5 separate regions of the Mus musculus genome follow, and regions 1, 3, 4 and 5 are each linked to region 2. The links are chromatin contacts, called in public HiChIP or PLAC-seq and promoter capture Hi-C maps. All regions are on one chromosome and are shown on one strand. Each heading gives the region's core, a stretch centred on a gene start, on an enhancer-like site or on the middle of the called end of the contact. The rest is flanking DNA. Distances are from core to core; before and after follow the strand shown. Region 1 overlaps Ppfibp2 (PTPRF interacting protein, binding protein 2 (liprin beta 2)). Region 2 holds the start of Eif3f (eukaryotic translation initiation factor 3, subunit F). Region 3 overlaps Ppfibp2 (PTPRF interacting protein, binding protein 2 (liprin beta 2)). Region 4 holds the start of Cyb5r2 (cytochrome b5 reductase 2). Region 5 holds the start of Olfml1 (olfactomedin-like 1).

The links. Promoter capture Hi-C pulls out the DNA fragments that hold promoters and counts their contacts. HiChIP or PLAC-seq counts read pairs in DNA pulled down with a chosen protein or histone mark.
Region 1: an H3K27ac HiChIP or PLAC-seq map of thymic regulatory T cells shows a contact between it and region 2, with 11 times the contacts expected there. The contact joins the enhancer-like site here to the promoter of Eif3f in region 2. A contact is called at or near these places in 8 of 39 promoter capture datasets (the 3T3-L1 cell line, cranial neural crest, frontonasal cranial neural crest and 4 more), 1 of 484 Hi-C or Micro-C datasets (cortical neurons) and 6 of 115 datasets of contacts at active chromatin or transcription factors (astrocytes, embryonic limb bud, embryonic stem cells and 3 more).
Region 3: an H3K27ac HiChIP or PLAC-seq map of trophoblast stem cells shows a contact between it and region 2, with 12 times the contacts expected there. The contact joins the enhancer-like site here to the promoter of Eif3f in region 2. A contact is called at or near these places in 4 of 39 promoter capture datasets (the 3T3-L1 cell line, cranial neural crest, maxillary cranial neural crest and 1 more), 5 of 115 datasets of contacts at active chromatin or transcription factors (embryonic limb bud, large pre-B cells, pro-B cells and 2 more) and 1 of 9 other capture datasets (liver).
Region 4: a contact with region 2 is called in an H3K4me3 HiChIP or PLAC-seq map of embryonic stem cells, with 14 times the contacts expected there. The contact joins the promoter of Cyb5r2 here to the promoter of Eif3f in region 2. A contact is called at or near these places in 4 of 39 promoter capture datasets (cranial neural crest, frontonasal cranial neural crest, hippocampal neurons and 1 more), 1 of 15 datasets of contacts at CTCF or cohesin (stem cell-derived epiblast-like cells), 10 of 484 Hi-C or Micro-C datasets (the N1E-115 cell line, cerebral cortex, cortical neurons and 4 more), 10 of 115 datasets of contacts at active chromatin or transcription factors (astrocytes, embryonic limb bud, embryonic stem cells and 3 more) and 1 of 9 other capture datasets (embryonic stem cells).
Region 5: a promoter capture Hi-C map of second pharyngeal arch cranial neural crest shows a contact between it and region 2. The contact joins the promoter of Olfml1 here to the promoter of Eif3f in region 2. A contact is called at or near these places in 3 of 39 promoter capture datasets (cranial neural crest, liver and second pharyngeal arch cranial neural crest) and 2 of 115 datasets of contacts at active chromatin or transcription factors (large pre-B cells and stem cell-derived neural progenitor cells).

What each region holds. Positions count from the first base shown.
Region 1 is chr7:107,658,283-107,660,982 of GRCm38.p6, reverse strand. All of the region lies in intron 3 of Ppfibp2 (PTPRF interacting protein, binding protein 2 (liprin beta 2)), which reads right to left. Among named protein-coding and RNA genes, the nearest start is that of Ppfibp2, 65 kb to the right of the region's middle. Within about 2 kb of position 1,437, at least 20 of the 459 cell types and tissues checked have an H3K27ac peak or open chromatin away from gene starts, as enhancers often do. A contact at or near this core is called in thymic regulatory T cells, where this site is marked.
Region 2 is chr7:108,932,970-108,935,669 of GRCm38.p6, reverse strand. It overlaps Eif3f (eukaryotic translation initiation factor 3, subunit F), which reads right to left and starts at 1,255. Exons shown (of 8, transcript NM_025344.2): 1 at 863-1,255. The coding sequence starts at 1,238.
Region 3 is chr7:107,719,539-107,722,238 of GRCm38.p6, reverse strand. It overlaps Ppfibp2 (PTPRF interacting protein, binding protein 2 (liprin beta 2)), which reads right to left. Exons shown (of 25, transcript NM_008905.2): 12 at 841-908; 13 at 78-135. Among named protein-coding and RNA genes, the nearest start is that of Cyb5r2, 37 kb to the left of the region's middle. Within about 2 kb of position 1,273, at least 14 of the 459 cell types and tissues checked have an H3K27ac peak or open chromatin away from gene starts, as enhancers often do. A contact at or near this core is called in trophoblast stem cells, where this site is marked.
Region 4 is chr7:107,756,771-107,759,470 of GRCm38.p6, reverse strand. Cyb5r2 (cytochrome b5 reductase 2) reads left to right here and starts at 1,439. Exons shown (of 9, transcript NM_177216.4): 1 at 1,439-1,513; 2 at 2,160-2,286; 3 at 2,488-2,560. The coding sequence starts at 2,209.
Region 5 is chr7:107,565,998-107,568,697 of GRCm38.p6, reverse strand. Olfml1 (olfactomedin-like 1) reads right to left here and starts at 1,265. Exons shown (of 3, transcript NM_172907.3): 1 at 804-1,265. The coding sequence starts at 932.

The DNA of each region.
Region 1 (2,700 bases), core at 188-2,687, 1.3 Mb after region 2:
AGCCTGCAGTTTTGTACAATGTACAAAACAAAACAATGTAAAAATGTTCAGTATAAACATACCCAGACCTGTATTTTGGTCCTGCTGGAGACCGGTGACAGAGAAATGAATCCCATGGCTAGAGAAACCCAAGCTCACATGTTTTACAGCCAGTGAGGCCGCTTTCTCTCCTACCTCTCCTGAACCACCTCCAGCTTTCCAATATGGAAAACAGATTTGCTTCTTTGGCCAAGTGAAGAACTGCAAAGTGAATGTGGCGAAGAGAAAAGCTTTGTCTGAAGAACTGCAATGGAAGGAGCCACCATCAGTGACAAGACAAAAGCAGGCCCCTTCCAAGGCCTTTCTCTTTGTTGAAAGACTAGCTCAAAAGCTATGTGAGGGGGCCTGCATTGATGGGCTTAAGATGTCAGAGATGCACACATACCCTATGTGAGGCCTCCCAGAATGCACAGCTGAGGCAGGTCTTTGCACAGTTCTTAAGATGCAGGCCTCAGTTGAAACTCCCTAAACTGTTTCCACTTTGAAAACTAAGAAGTGTGGACTAAGACCAAGGCTGTTATTTTAAGGGAGGCCTGTTACCCCCGTCCACAGAGTAAAAATAAAACACTGGACAAAATACTTATCCACGAGGCTGGAAACACAGCTCAGCTAGTAAAGTGTTTGGCATACACAAAACCTACCATACCCACCACCACATAACCCTGGAATGGTGACATGGGCCTAAAGCCCTAGCACTAAAGAGGTAGAAGCGTGAAGATCAAAACTTTGAGCTAATTTATAGCTGTGCGGTGAGGTGAAGGTCTAGCCTGAATATGAAACCCTTTTCCATAATACATATATACAAGCATGCATGCATGCAGAAAGGGAAGGGAAGGGAGAGGGAAAGGGAAAGAGAGAGGAGGGAGGGGAGAGAAGGGGGAGAGAAGAGGAGCCAAGCTAGCTAGGCCAGATCTTGTAGATACCAAAACTAAACTGATATCACTTCCAGTAGGAAACTGAGTCTCAGGGTACAGAAGAGGACCAAGCATTGGCCTTTTAAAGTCCTTCTACCTCCTAACCCCACCTTGCCTAGGTTCAGCTTGCTTTCCCGGTCCTAGGCTAACTGACCTGGACACCTGCTGTATTACAAAGGAAAGCGTGGGCTCCTGGGGTGGAGGTTGGGGATGCGCATGTGCTCCAGTTCCAAAGAGAACAGCAGCCTCTTGGAGCAAGCATCTCTGCCAACCACTGGCTCACATCCTACAATCCTGCCTTGACTTGCCCTCGCTTTGCTGTTGCCGGGGGCTCCCCTGCTCCCTCTCTGACTCCATCTTGAACTTTCACCAAGGATCTCTTTGGCCCATAGCCATAGTATCCAAAGGCTATACCAGCTGCTGGCAGAAGAGGGGTGTATACAGAATGTTAGAGGAACAACCAGAGCTGCTCCATCTGGAGACTGCTGGCTCTGGGGCTCACATCAGCTCTACACTAGCAAACGTGCCTCTTCCCCCTAGTCGAACATGCCACTCTGGATGGCTAATCTCTTTAGAAGGCTCCACACACAGCCAAGCTGACCACATCAAGAAAACTACCCAGCCAACCAAGCAGGTATGGAAAAGTAGACACGCCCCTTGCAGACCACATGAAAGCCCTCTTGAGGTGCAGCCAGAAGTCTCAGAAGCATATCTAGTGGCACCAAGCCTTTCTTGCCTGTGCTACCTATCAGGCCTCTAAGAAACACCTCTCTTCTTGGCTTCAGAACTGTCTGGTGTGAAGCTCTTATATCTCTACCCTCTGAACAGCATCAACTTGTACATCAGCACAGCACAAAGAAAAGGAAGCTGCCCTATCTGGAAACCAACTCAAATTCGATCACAAGACAGACTGCTCCAGACTTTCAGGGGTTCCGGCTGCATCGTCTGTGAGCACCTACCCCTGCTTCTCGCTGTCCACCAAACATAAAGGACAAAAGTCCTATCTCCTGAAGGTAACTTTTCTGCTGCCTACAGGATAGAACTGAAGCACCTCCTTGAATCCCCTTTGCAGGCAGCCTCAGCATGCCTTGGACTCCAAGAAATTGTACAAAGGCCTTGTCAATCCACTCTCCATGAGTAGGCCCAGAATTCAGATATAGACACCAAGGAAATCCCAACCTCTTGTTCCTTGTTTCACTGGCCCCGGATTAGAGAGCCCTACATATGCCCTTCTAAGCCTAGAGCCCACTTCTCATCCCACACATTGCCAAGGGGCAGGGCAAGGGTCTAAAACACAGAGCTCTAGAAACTTATGGCTCAGCAGTGATTTATTGTGGCTAGGTCTGTTGCTCTTTGAGGCATCCTGGCAGAATATGACCAAGATTCTTGCAGGCTATATTTCTATAGCAGTGTTTCAGCCCTGCAGGAACAAGCCCTGTGCTCAGATATACCCAGCTATCAACTCTGATTCGGCAGGTCCAGGAGTGCCCTCTCCTCTAAGACATAAAGAAAAGGCAGGCCCAGTACTAGTCAATTTGTCCTCTTCTAATCAGCAGCCATGCCCCCACACCCAAAGCTACATCTCTACCAAGCACTTTATGTTAGGGACCCTATGGTGTCTGACACTAGCATCGCTGGACAACACCAGCAGCAGGAGAGCAAACTTCTCATGCATGGCACAGCCCATCCTCTCTGGCCAGCACTTGGTGATTCTTAGCAGGGGTCATGTAACACCATAACACAAGGC
Region 2 (2,700 bases), core at 6-2,505:
CAAAGCAGGCATGTTCTCTAGTTTCCCCTGCCTCGGCTCTGGAATGAGTGCTGGTCATGGGCCTCTGCAGAGACCAGCCTGGAGGAGTCTTCTCAGCTCCCTGTGAGTCCTGCCCCACAGGCAGGTGACCAAACCACTGAGGGCTTCACTTCCTGCCACCCTCCCGTAAGCCTGGGATGCCAACCTCTTCAGATAGTTGGCTTCTCTTCATCTTGAAGGTTAGCGACGGACACATAATACAACAACAGTCTGTGTCCAAATGAAAAATCAGAGGAGTGAGGTGGGGGTTGGGGGTGGGGGTAGAACTTGGAGCTGAGCATATCTAGGGTTTATGAACCAGTATGTAGGAAAACCTTGGGACACGTGCCTGTCTGAAAAGTTTAGGAAAGCTAGATATTATATATCCAGAATATGTTACAAATATACCTGGTTTATTTGAGTTGGAGGAAGCTTCTGACACATCCTCTTCCCTAACATGGGTGGTGGGCACTTTCTGTTTGTGCTGGGGTGGTGGTAGGTCACTGCATAAGAGAGGGCATGTGGGTACTCTGTTTAACGGGTCAAGGGCTTTGAACTTGCTGTCATTTGAGCTTTCATTTTTGGCAGCATGCCCTCTCAGTACCACGTTGTTGGGAGTATAAAATAACATGTAGATCAAGTATCACAAACTACGCAATAGCTTATACCTACTCCTTGCACATTTCTGTGGCTTAACGGCAATTCGGCTGAATTCAGATCACTCGGGAAGGCAAGCCACAGTAGGAAGGTGCAAAAAGAGAAACAGGCTAAGAGTTCAGGGGCGATGGAACGAGAGGAATAGTAAGATGCACAGGAAGAAAACATTAATTTCCCCAGAACTCACCCAACAGGGTTCCAATAACTCGGGCAGCTCCCTCGTTGCGGCGTTCGTAGCTGTCCACGATCGAGGCCAAAATGACGGGGTGTAGCCTGACCACGCGGCCGCCCGGGAAAGGCCCCGGGAGGGCGGGCCCGGGCTGCGAAGGCGCCGGCGTCTGCGCTGGGGCTGGCGCGGAGGCTGGGGTCTGGCCCGGGGCTGCAGGCGCAGCTACAGCAGGATCAGACGAGACGGGCGCCGGGGACGCAGCGGGAGTCGCAGCCGGTGTCGGAGCTGGCGTGGATGGGGTCGGGGCTGAAGCCGGGGCTGCGGTGACGACCGGCGCCGGGGCTGCGGCTGCAGTGGCAGGAGGGACATTAGCCGGTACGGCCGGAGAAGCCATCTTGCCGAGAAAGAGAGAGAGCCTAGAACAGAAGAGCGTGAGTTGGAGGAATTAGAAATTTGATTGGCTAAATTTATACCACGTGAATCATATCTTGATGACTATTGGACATGAAATTTCCGGCTAGTTGTAAGTTTTAGTGCGCGGTGTGCGCTTTAATTTCTGTCCGATGCGCACTCAGTGTGTAGGAGTCCAGAGTAGTTCCTAGTAACTTTAGGACTTCCTGGGGTGGGAATGGGGAGGAAGCAACTAGCAATCTACACAGTTGCCACCAGGTGGCGGCACAGAGTAGTGTAAAGGTCGCAATTGTTTAAGACTTAAATGGATATTAAATATCAGTCTTACAGGGGATTCACTGTTACATCCATTTAACTTATTAATCAATGAATTAAAATTTGGACTCAGGATCTACTTTGCATTCCACGCCTAGCCATATAGGTTAGGTTGGCCTGGAACTTACCTCAACTTTCCTGCCTCTGCTTCCCGAATGCTAGGACTATAGGCAGGAATCATCATGCCTGACCAATAGTGCTTTATTTGTGATGGCTTCATAAGGCATCATTAGGGAGGCATATTCATTCAACAATTTAAATGCTTAATATGCACCAGACTCTCTCTTATATGCTAGGGTATATAAGTGAACTAAATAGCAAAGGGTTGCATTCTCTTTGGGGGAGAGAAAAGGACTAAATCCTACATTAGGTTAGAAAGTGCTTCGATACACAGTAAATTATTATTACTATTTGACTGTGCTATGAGAAAGAAATGATCAGTGGAGGTTATGAGAGCATGAAAGATTATGAAGGGTTAGAGTAGGATACAATGAGGGTATCAAGTTGGAGTGGAAACTTGAAGAATTCAGGCAGCCAACTATTATTTGGGGTTTTGTAGGGAGAGCTCTTCTGGTGGAGTGAACAGTTCATGTAGAGGGCTTAAGGTGAATGAGAGCAAGACTAGTACATTTAAAGAAAGAATTTGGTGGTTAAATGGCATTATCAAAAGAAAGGATAGATCTCTAAGCAGGGCCAGGAGCTAATTATGAAGACTCCTATGCTGGTACTGGAGAGATGGCTCAGCGGTTAGGAACACAACTAGAGTTGTGAGTAGCTGTAAGCCACCAACCAACCCCTTCCCCTTGCTAGAACCTCAACGCAGATTCTCTGCAATAACCTCTTCCAAAGGTCCTAAGTTCAATTCCCAGCAACTACACAGTGGCTTACAATCATTTGTAATAGGATCTGATGCCTCCTTCTGGTGTGTCTGAAGATAGGGACAGTGTGTGTGTGTGTGTAATAGATAAATAAATATTTTCATTTTTTATTTTTATTTTTTGGTTTTTTGAGACAGGGTTTCTCTGTATAGCCCTGGCTGTCCTGGAACTCACTTTGTAGACCAGGCTGGCCTCGAACTCAGAAATCCGCCTGCCTCTGCCTCCCGAGTGCTGGGATTAAAGGCGTGCGCC
Region 3 (2,700 bases), core at 24-2,523, 1.2 Mb after region 2:
CCCACCAGCTCATCCCAGCACTGTGCTGGGCCTAAAGGAGCAACTCAGTAATTAGCACGGCTGATTGATGAGCTGACCTTATCCCCAGATTCACGTCTCAAGTCTTCTAGACTGCAGGAGAGTTTCTTCTGAGCCCTGGATAAACACAGAAAGGAATCTTAGTGACCATGGAAAGGGTTCCTTGGTGCCATTCATGAACATGGCATGTTAGATGCTTAACCAACAGCCTAACTTCAGCTTGGAGTAAAGGTCAGAGAGAAATCACCTTATAGGAGGTAACCCACGTATAAGGTAAGACCTTGGGGCAAGCCTGGCCCAACACTGGTACTTATAAGATATGACCACTGGGTCTCCCTGCGGAAACCCAGTGTCCACAGAGTCATGGTGGAGGAAAAGTGCTTAGGCCACCTAACCTTTAAAGCCAAAAGTAATCTGGGTAGGGAACTGCAAGGCCCTTCTTTGGGAAGAGGCAAGAGCACCCAGCCATAGCTTCAAGCATGGCCTAGGGTCCTCCAACCCTTCATTCTGGCTCTACCTATCCTGGGCAGTCAGCTCAGGGGACCTGTGTCTTCACAGTGGTTATTCTTCTGAGGGCATCAAATGCACAGAAAGGGGACAATGCTACCAGTGGCCACAGAGGAAATGAAGGATTATAGCCAACAAGTTCCCTGGGTAGATCTTTCCTCAATGTCAGTGACTCTCAGCCTATGGGAGAGGAAATTCCTCAGTACACAGAAGAAGTTGGCTTAACACTGTACCCAGAGCCCTGTGGCTATACACACCACACCTGCCCAGTTGCCATCTGCCTTGTGTGCCCCAGAAAGAGTTCAATTCTCCTACCTGCTCTCCAGTGATTTCTGTGGCAAAGGAGGTGGTCCTGGGGTGGGAGAGCTGCATCGTGGTGATATCTGTTTCACAAACAGAAGAGCAGCCATGAGGGCTTTCCCTTGATGCCTTTCCCCTTGATGACTCCTCTAAGAACATTTCTGCCCCTGGCTATAGCCAGGGTGTGTGTACTCATATGAACGCTTTGTTCTTTCAAGAAATGTTCATTAAATAATCCATCAAGTTCTGAGAGACAATGCACATATAAGCCTCCAGGATCAAACTGCCTTTTGTCCCTGAGCCCTAGACCTTAGACATAAGTCCAGGTGCCAGCACCAGACTCCCAAGGCTGGGAGAATGCCATGACCTCTGTCCTTTTCATAGCTTGTCTCATCTTCTCTCATTCAGAGGGTCACTAGCCCACACTATGCAAAATACTTCCTTTTGGCATAAATGAGTCAGAGTCAAATTCTGTGACTCACTGAGAGGACCCTAGAGATATAGTCACTCAGCAAGCACCCATACCATCTATTACCTGCAAACCCTTTATTAGGAATTAAGCATACCCACACTAGGAGGCGGGTTAATAAGCATGGATAGAGGAGCTATGCCACCTGCCTGTCTGAGACAGTGGGGAAGACAGGACAGAGTTGTCTTTACTGCTCCACTCACCATAGAGTGAGTGGAGTCTTTTCCCTCAAGCCCTAGGCCTTTCTGGTTTGCTCTAGGAAAATCTCTAACCTCAGAGCACAGGTATTAAGAACCTGAGCTTGCTGGTCCAACAGACCTGGGTTCAAGTCCTGTTCTGTTATCTATCTGCCATCTACCTGCAGAGTGACTTAGACAAACTGTCCTGACTACTGCTCAGATATAACTACCAGCAATCTAATGGACTTTCCTTGAGTCAGTAATGGGGGATGAGGAGTATGTTACTGGATGCCATCTGCTCCTTTGTTAAAGATTAAGTCCTTCACGGAAGGAGCTGCAGGGGACTGCAACCACATAGGAAGCATCAACTAACCAGACCCCTCAGAGCTTCCAGGGCCTAAACCACCAACCAAGGAGTACACATGGGTGGATTCATAGCTCCCACTACCTATGTAGCAGAGAACTGCCTCATCTGGCATCCAGGATGCTTGGTCCTGTGGAGGCTTGTTGCCCAAACAAAAGGGGATGCTAGAGGGGTGAGGTGGGGGAGGAGCACCCTCTTAGAGACAAAGGGAAAGGAGGATGAGATGGGGGATTTGCAGAGGGGAGAGTGGGAAGGGGGACAATATTTGACATGTAAATAAATAAAATAATAATAATAATAATAAAGATTAAGTTCCTCAAAATAATTAATCAGTTTTAATATGATCTTTCTAGATCTCATGAATCTTTTGGCCCTGCTGCAGCCCCAGCCCCCTCAAGACCTCTGTCTATGAACATGTTTATTCATCTGTGTTTAACCACATTCCAGAGAATGATACAGTGGAGTCAGATTTTAGAGCAAAGAGAAGAAAATCCATGTGCTGGTTAGAGGGGCTGACAGAGGCGCATTCGTGAGGCAGGAATGCACTGCTATGGAAGATGTCTGTGTCTCTACATAGTCAAGATGAACTCACTCATTTATCAAATATGTACGAGTCCACTGGGTATAAGTCTGCAGACCCTGGAGAAGCCTTGGTAAATAAAATAAACACCATTCTTGTTCTGTGCTTCATGCCAGAGAGGAAAGATAAACAGAAGGCCAATTAAAGAGGAAAATCCCTGCCCTTCAGAGTTTCAGTGGCCACCACGCAGTCCTAGCCAGAGCTCAGGCCTGAGCCTAGGTACTTGCTCCCTGAACATTTTTTCTTTTTCTTTTTTTTTTTTTTTTTTTTTGGTTTTTTGTTT
Region 4 (2,700 bases), core at 190-2,689, 1.2 Mb after region 2:
GCTGGATTGTGTCACAGGGTTTGTTTTTTAAAATTGCTGTTTGAGCTACCAACTTGAATTTCATAATATATATGAAATTTTGCTTGAGATTGGGGCAGAATTTCAAGCAACTTCTGACAAGCCCTAAACATACTTCTGTCTTTTTTCCTATGTATGTACAAAATGTTGAGTTTCAGCATCAACAATTATATATATATTTAAAAAAATCTATGAACTCTGAAAAACATTGAAGATTCCTCAACTACCTTGTGTGGAATCAAATATTCAGCCAAGATTTAGTTCTTCTTGTAAAAGTAAGGAGTATATTCATCTCATTACTGTGTGAATTGATTTCATCTATAATAATGGGAAACTATTTATATAGCAAAGATTATTTTAAGACTTGGAAAAATGACTCAGCAGTTAAGAGAACTCACTCTTATAGAGAAGTAGAATTTGGCTTCCAGCATCCAGACTGGGTAGCTGACAACTGCCTCTAACTTCAGTTCTGGGGACCTGAGGCTTCCTAGTCCTGCTGTTGGGGGTACATGTCTCTCGTTGGAGCTAATGATTTGATGCAAATACCTTCATGAAATACCATTTTACAATCTGGGCTTTCCCCCTCTCTATACCAGAGACTAAAAACTCAGGGACTCGCACAAGCTAAGGTAACCATGTCCTGTATCTCAGTCCTTTGCTGCTGTTGTTGTTGTTGGGCTGGTGTTTGTGTTTTTTTTGGTTTTTCGAGACAGGGTTTCTCTGTGTAGCCCTGGCTGTCCTGGAACTCACTTTGTAGACCAGGCTGGCCTTGAACTCAGAAATTCGCCTGCCCCTGCCTCCCAAGTGCTGGGATTAAAGGCGTGCGCCACCACGCCCGGCTTGTGTGTTTGCTTTTCAACTTTAAGCTAGTCTTACTAAGTTGCCAAAGTTGACCTTTAACTCACTATGAAATGAGTTTTCCTTTTGCCACTTGCAAGCGTGGAAGAGGAAACCAAGGTTCTGAAATGCATTGTGAAGAATCTTCATAATCTGAACTTCTCATCCTGCCTCTGAGAGTCCGGTCCGGTCTCCCACTAAAGACTGGCTGCAGTCACCCCAATCCTGCAAACACTTGGTCCTGGGAGGCTAGGGTAGCAGCTCAGGAAGCATGTTAAATAAGATATGCAGTCTTCCTCTAGGCTGCAACTCTTCTTCAGTTTGCATTGTAAACAAGTTTACAGCAACCCCTTCCTTCATCTTGCCAGGCTCTTAACAAGCTGGGGAGGCTGAATTTTCCTCAAGGCTGCTGACATGCGCAGGAAAGTCAAGAAGCAGAGGGATCCCTGCATAGGGATCTTGGAGATAAGCCCCATTCCCACCCGGCCAGCTGCAGAAGCGCCAGGCTAGTCCTGTGCCAGAGTCATGTGACACAGAAGCTCGAATCCGTCGCTATGGGGCAGGAGTCAGCTCCTCAGCGGCCACTGCCGGATGTTTCATCATCCCCACCATCAAAGGCACTGTTCATCTCGAGGATAAGTCAGGCATCTCGCTCCAGGTGAGTTCTGCCGGGAAAGCGCGGGGCAGGAAGGAACCCGGGGCTAGGCGAACAGCCGCAGGCGGTGGCCGAGGCAGGATTCACGGGCGGTTTCCCAGCTGGTTGGGACAGTGGGCCTCAGGGCTAAGCTGCAGACTTTTCTGCAACAGGTTGGGATGAGAACAAACTGGCCTAGTGAGGGAGGAGCTGGGTGGAGTTGAGGGCTATTATAGGGAGGTTGGCCACGCCTCTTACAGGTATATGTTTGCCTCAGTTACTCATAGGAAGGTGCTAGTGAGTCCCCAAGCCACTCACTGCTCCACTGCTCCAGCGGAATCCGAAGTGAGTGTGGCAAGTCTCTAGAGAGGTGAGCTCTGTCCCCAGCCTTGCTGTTAGCTGGTAAGGATCCCACAGTCATTCCCCCCAGGATGGAGGCAGATGACCAATGAGGGCCTGGAGACACTAGCACTCTGGGATAGGTGTCAAGCCTGGTCCAGGGGTCTTCTTGGACCTGCAGCTAACCTCTGCACGCTGGTCCCAGAGAGAGCCTTCTGTATTAATACCTTTCTCTCTGCTAGTCCTGTAAGACATAAGATCAGCCAGGCTTAGAGCTGCCTAGCCCAGCATGGGTGAAATCTGAGGTCTGTCTTCACACTGTATCTGCCAGGACCAAACCTGTCACCGGGGCCACTGCGATTCTCATAGCCCTGAAGAAAATGAGTGTCAAGAAGAAAGATCTTATCACCTTACAGGACCCTGAAGCCAAGTACCCGCTGCCCTTGATTGAGAAGGAGGTAGTGGGTCACCTAAACCTCCCTCTGGTTAGGTGAAAGGGGAGGGTGGGGGTGGGGGAGAATGCTAGCTGGGGATATGAGGTGATCAGTCACCTCAGGACCAAATGGAGCACCTTTCTAAAGATCTGGACCACAAAGCAAAACTCCTAGAGAGTCAACAGAACCTGCCTACCTCTTTCTTCTTCTTCTTTTTCTAACCAGCAAATCAGTCACAACACCAGAAGGTTCCGCTTTGGGCTGCCCTCACCAGACCATGTCCTGGGGCTTCCTGTCGGTGAGCAGTGCTTGGTGACATGTCCAAGTCTGAGTGTTTGAGTACTTGGCTCCTATTAGCAATGGATTCCCATTCTTGTGGGATATGGAGGGTACACTGATATAACCCTGGACCACATGAATGGAGGGAATAGGCAGCTG
Region 5 (2,700 bases), core at 16-2,515, 1.4 Mb after region 2:
TGACTCTGAAGCCCCTGATCCTCCTGCCTCCACTCCCTGAGTACTGCTGTTACAGCTGATATCATAAAACATACCTGGTTTCTGCAGTGATGAGCCTTGAACCCCAGGCTCCTGCACGCTAGGCTAGTTCTTACCAATTGAGTCATGTTCCCGACCCTGGGTTTTTGACTGTTCTAACAAAGTTCTACCTCAAATGCTCTCACTCTGTTTAACATTGCTGGGAAATCTCATTTCCAAACCCAAGTCCAGTTAGGAATAAAAAGCAAAAATCTATGGTGAGCCTCCATATGTAACACCACATTGTCTTATATTCACTTAACAGTTTATCATAAAAAGGAAAAGAGAAAAGCTGGAATCACTTAGCATCCCTATATAGTAAAAGATGAAGAAAACATGACTAGAGTTCTAATTCATACATTGAAGACTGAACTATTTGGTTTTGAATGTTCAACAACCTGAGAATTTACTCAGTGAGTTAGGCTATGTTCTGAGTATGGATTAATGACCCAAATAAAACATCCCTAATTTGAAATCTCTTTATTAAATCTGCAGAGTATCATTTGAACCTAAATTCTATCACTATGTCCATTTTATAGGTTAGAAAAACTGCCAGGGGAAAGTACAAGCGGCCTGCAATGGAGGTGGCATCTGAGCTGCTAGGCTATGCACATCTGTAAATGTCATCTTAGCAGTGATTCATTCTGTATCAGGAAGACATGCACCCTAGTTGACAGCAAAGTGGGGGCACAGCAGAGTGACTTCCAAGAGGCATACTCCCTGTGAAGGGAAGACAGGTCACCTACCTCGAGGACTTGGAAGCGCTGGTAGATGTAGTGTACCATGGCTGGGTCCTGGGCATGTTGTGGTGGGGGCAGAAATGCTGCAAGGAAGAGAACCAGGGAAGCAGAAGCTTCTTGAAGGGCCACCACCATCCTGCACACTTCCCAGGAACTCTGGTTCTCTAAAACGACTCAGGGGTCCGGGTGGTGATCTCTGGTTTTCTGTCTGCTGCTGTGGCAATTCCTTGGAAAACAACGCTTTGCATAGCCAGAGAGAACAAAGTCCGCTTGTTATTCTACCCGGTGCATGATCTCAGTTTCAAGCTGGTGATCAAGTCCAGCTGTTGGCAAGCCAGTCTCTGCAGGCCTTACGTGTTCACTTGGTTGCAGAGAGCTCCGGGGGTCCAGTGTCTGCTGCCCTCAGCTTGGCCATGCACAGACCCTCTCCAGGCTAATGGCTACTTACAGCTTCCAGGTTCAGAGTGTACGGGTTGGGGAAGGGGAGGGGAGGTCTTTTCTCCTCTCCCCTCCCCCAACTCTTTTACTTTTGGTTCCCTCCTCCTTAATAGACTGTGCAGTCCAATCGCAGGCCTAGCTCAACACAGGCCACCCCCCAAGGTCTCAGTGTTGGAATTTCAGTTCAGTTTCTGGCAGAAATTCCTAGGATCTTTTTCCAAGAAGTTCTGTTAGGAGACCCCACCTCTGTTTCTTGCATTCTCGTAGCTCTTAAAGGCATAGCAAGGAAATGTGAATGCTGATCTATGCCATCTCAGAAAAGTGTACAGGGCAGCATTGCTCTGTGGGCAGAGGGGTACAGTGGGCACAGGCCTGGCTACCCAGACCAACAGCTGAGAATTGTCAGGATTGAACTTAGAAGAAAAAAATTTTTTTCCTTTTTCTTTAGATTTATTTTTTAATTCATGTACACATGTATGCATGAAAATATGGGGCCCACAGTGGCCAGAACGTGGCCTCAGAGATTCCTGGGTCCAGAGTTACAATCTCTCTGATATGATTCCTGGGAACTGAACTCCAGTCCTCTGCAAGAGCAGCAGGTGCTTCTAACCACTGAGCCATCTCTCCTGGCCCAGAAGAAAATTTTTAGGATGAGAATGAATGATTGACACAGTGGTTTTTGGGACACTGAGTCATCAGGAAATGTAATCCCACTGTGAGAAAGTCCTCGAGTTTCCCATCATCAGTGTCAGAATTCCCATTAGCAGCAGCCTGGAAACCAGACCCTCAGGCCAGCTAAAGAGAAATCCCGTTGCTGGAGCAAAGCCATAAAACCTTCCATGTTTATGTTTCCTGTGCTAGTGCCTCCCCACCTTTACCTCTTTTTCCATAGGCAGGCCCAGGACCCCACCTCCATCTTCTGTTCTGTTTTATTTTGCATTGTTAATGAATCACTTTTTAAAATAGGGGAAATTGGAGCATTTATGGAATATGGAAAGAGCCCTGGTCGGGAGGTAGAAGACCTGAGTTTGCATTTGATCCATACACAAGTAGCTGAAATCTAAAATCTGAACATTTCTTATTGGTAGCTCTTGAATATCCTAGTTCTTAATAGATGTTCCTCTCTCCTCTTCTTTGATATGATTTTGGTCGCTAACTGGTTCTTCCCTATATCCTTGGTAATGTTCCAAGCACCATCTCCTTATTGTTAAGAACAATTGCTCTTGTTTCAGAGAACCATCTTTGAACTCCTTCCAAAACTGCCTGAACTTTAGCTAACTTCTCTTACATCCTTATTTAAAAACAAAACAAAACCAAAACCAAACTGCCTCGGACATCTGTGTCTTTCTTCCCACATATTAGTGCAGTCCTTAGTATCAGAGAAATCTCTCTCCCAAGAGATGGTGGTTAACACAGAAGCTCACAAGTGAGCAAACTACCAAGAAATCAATGACTGTAGCAAACT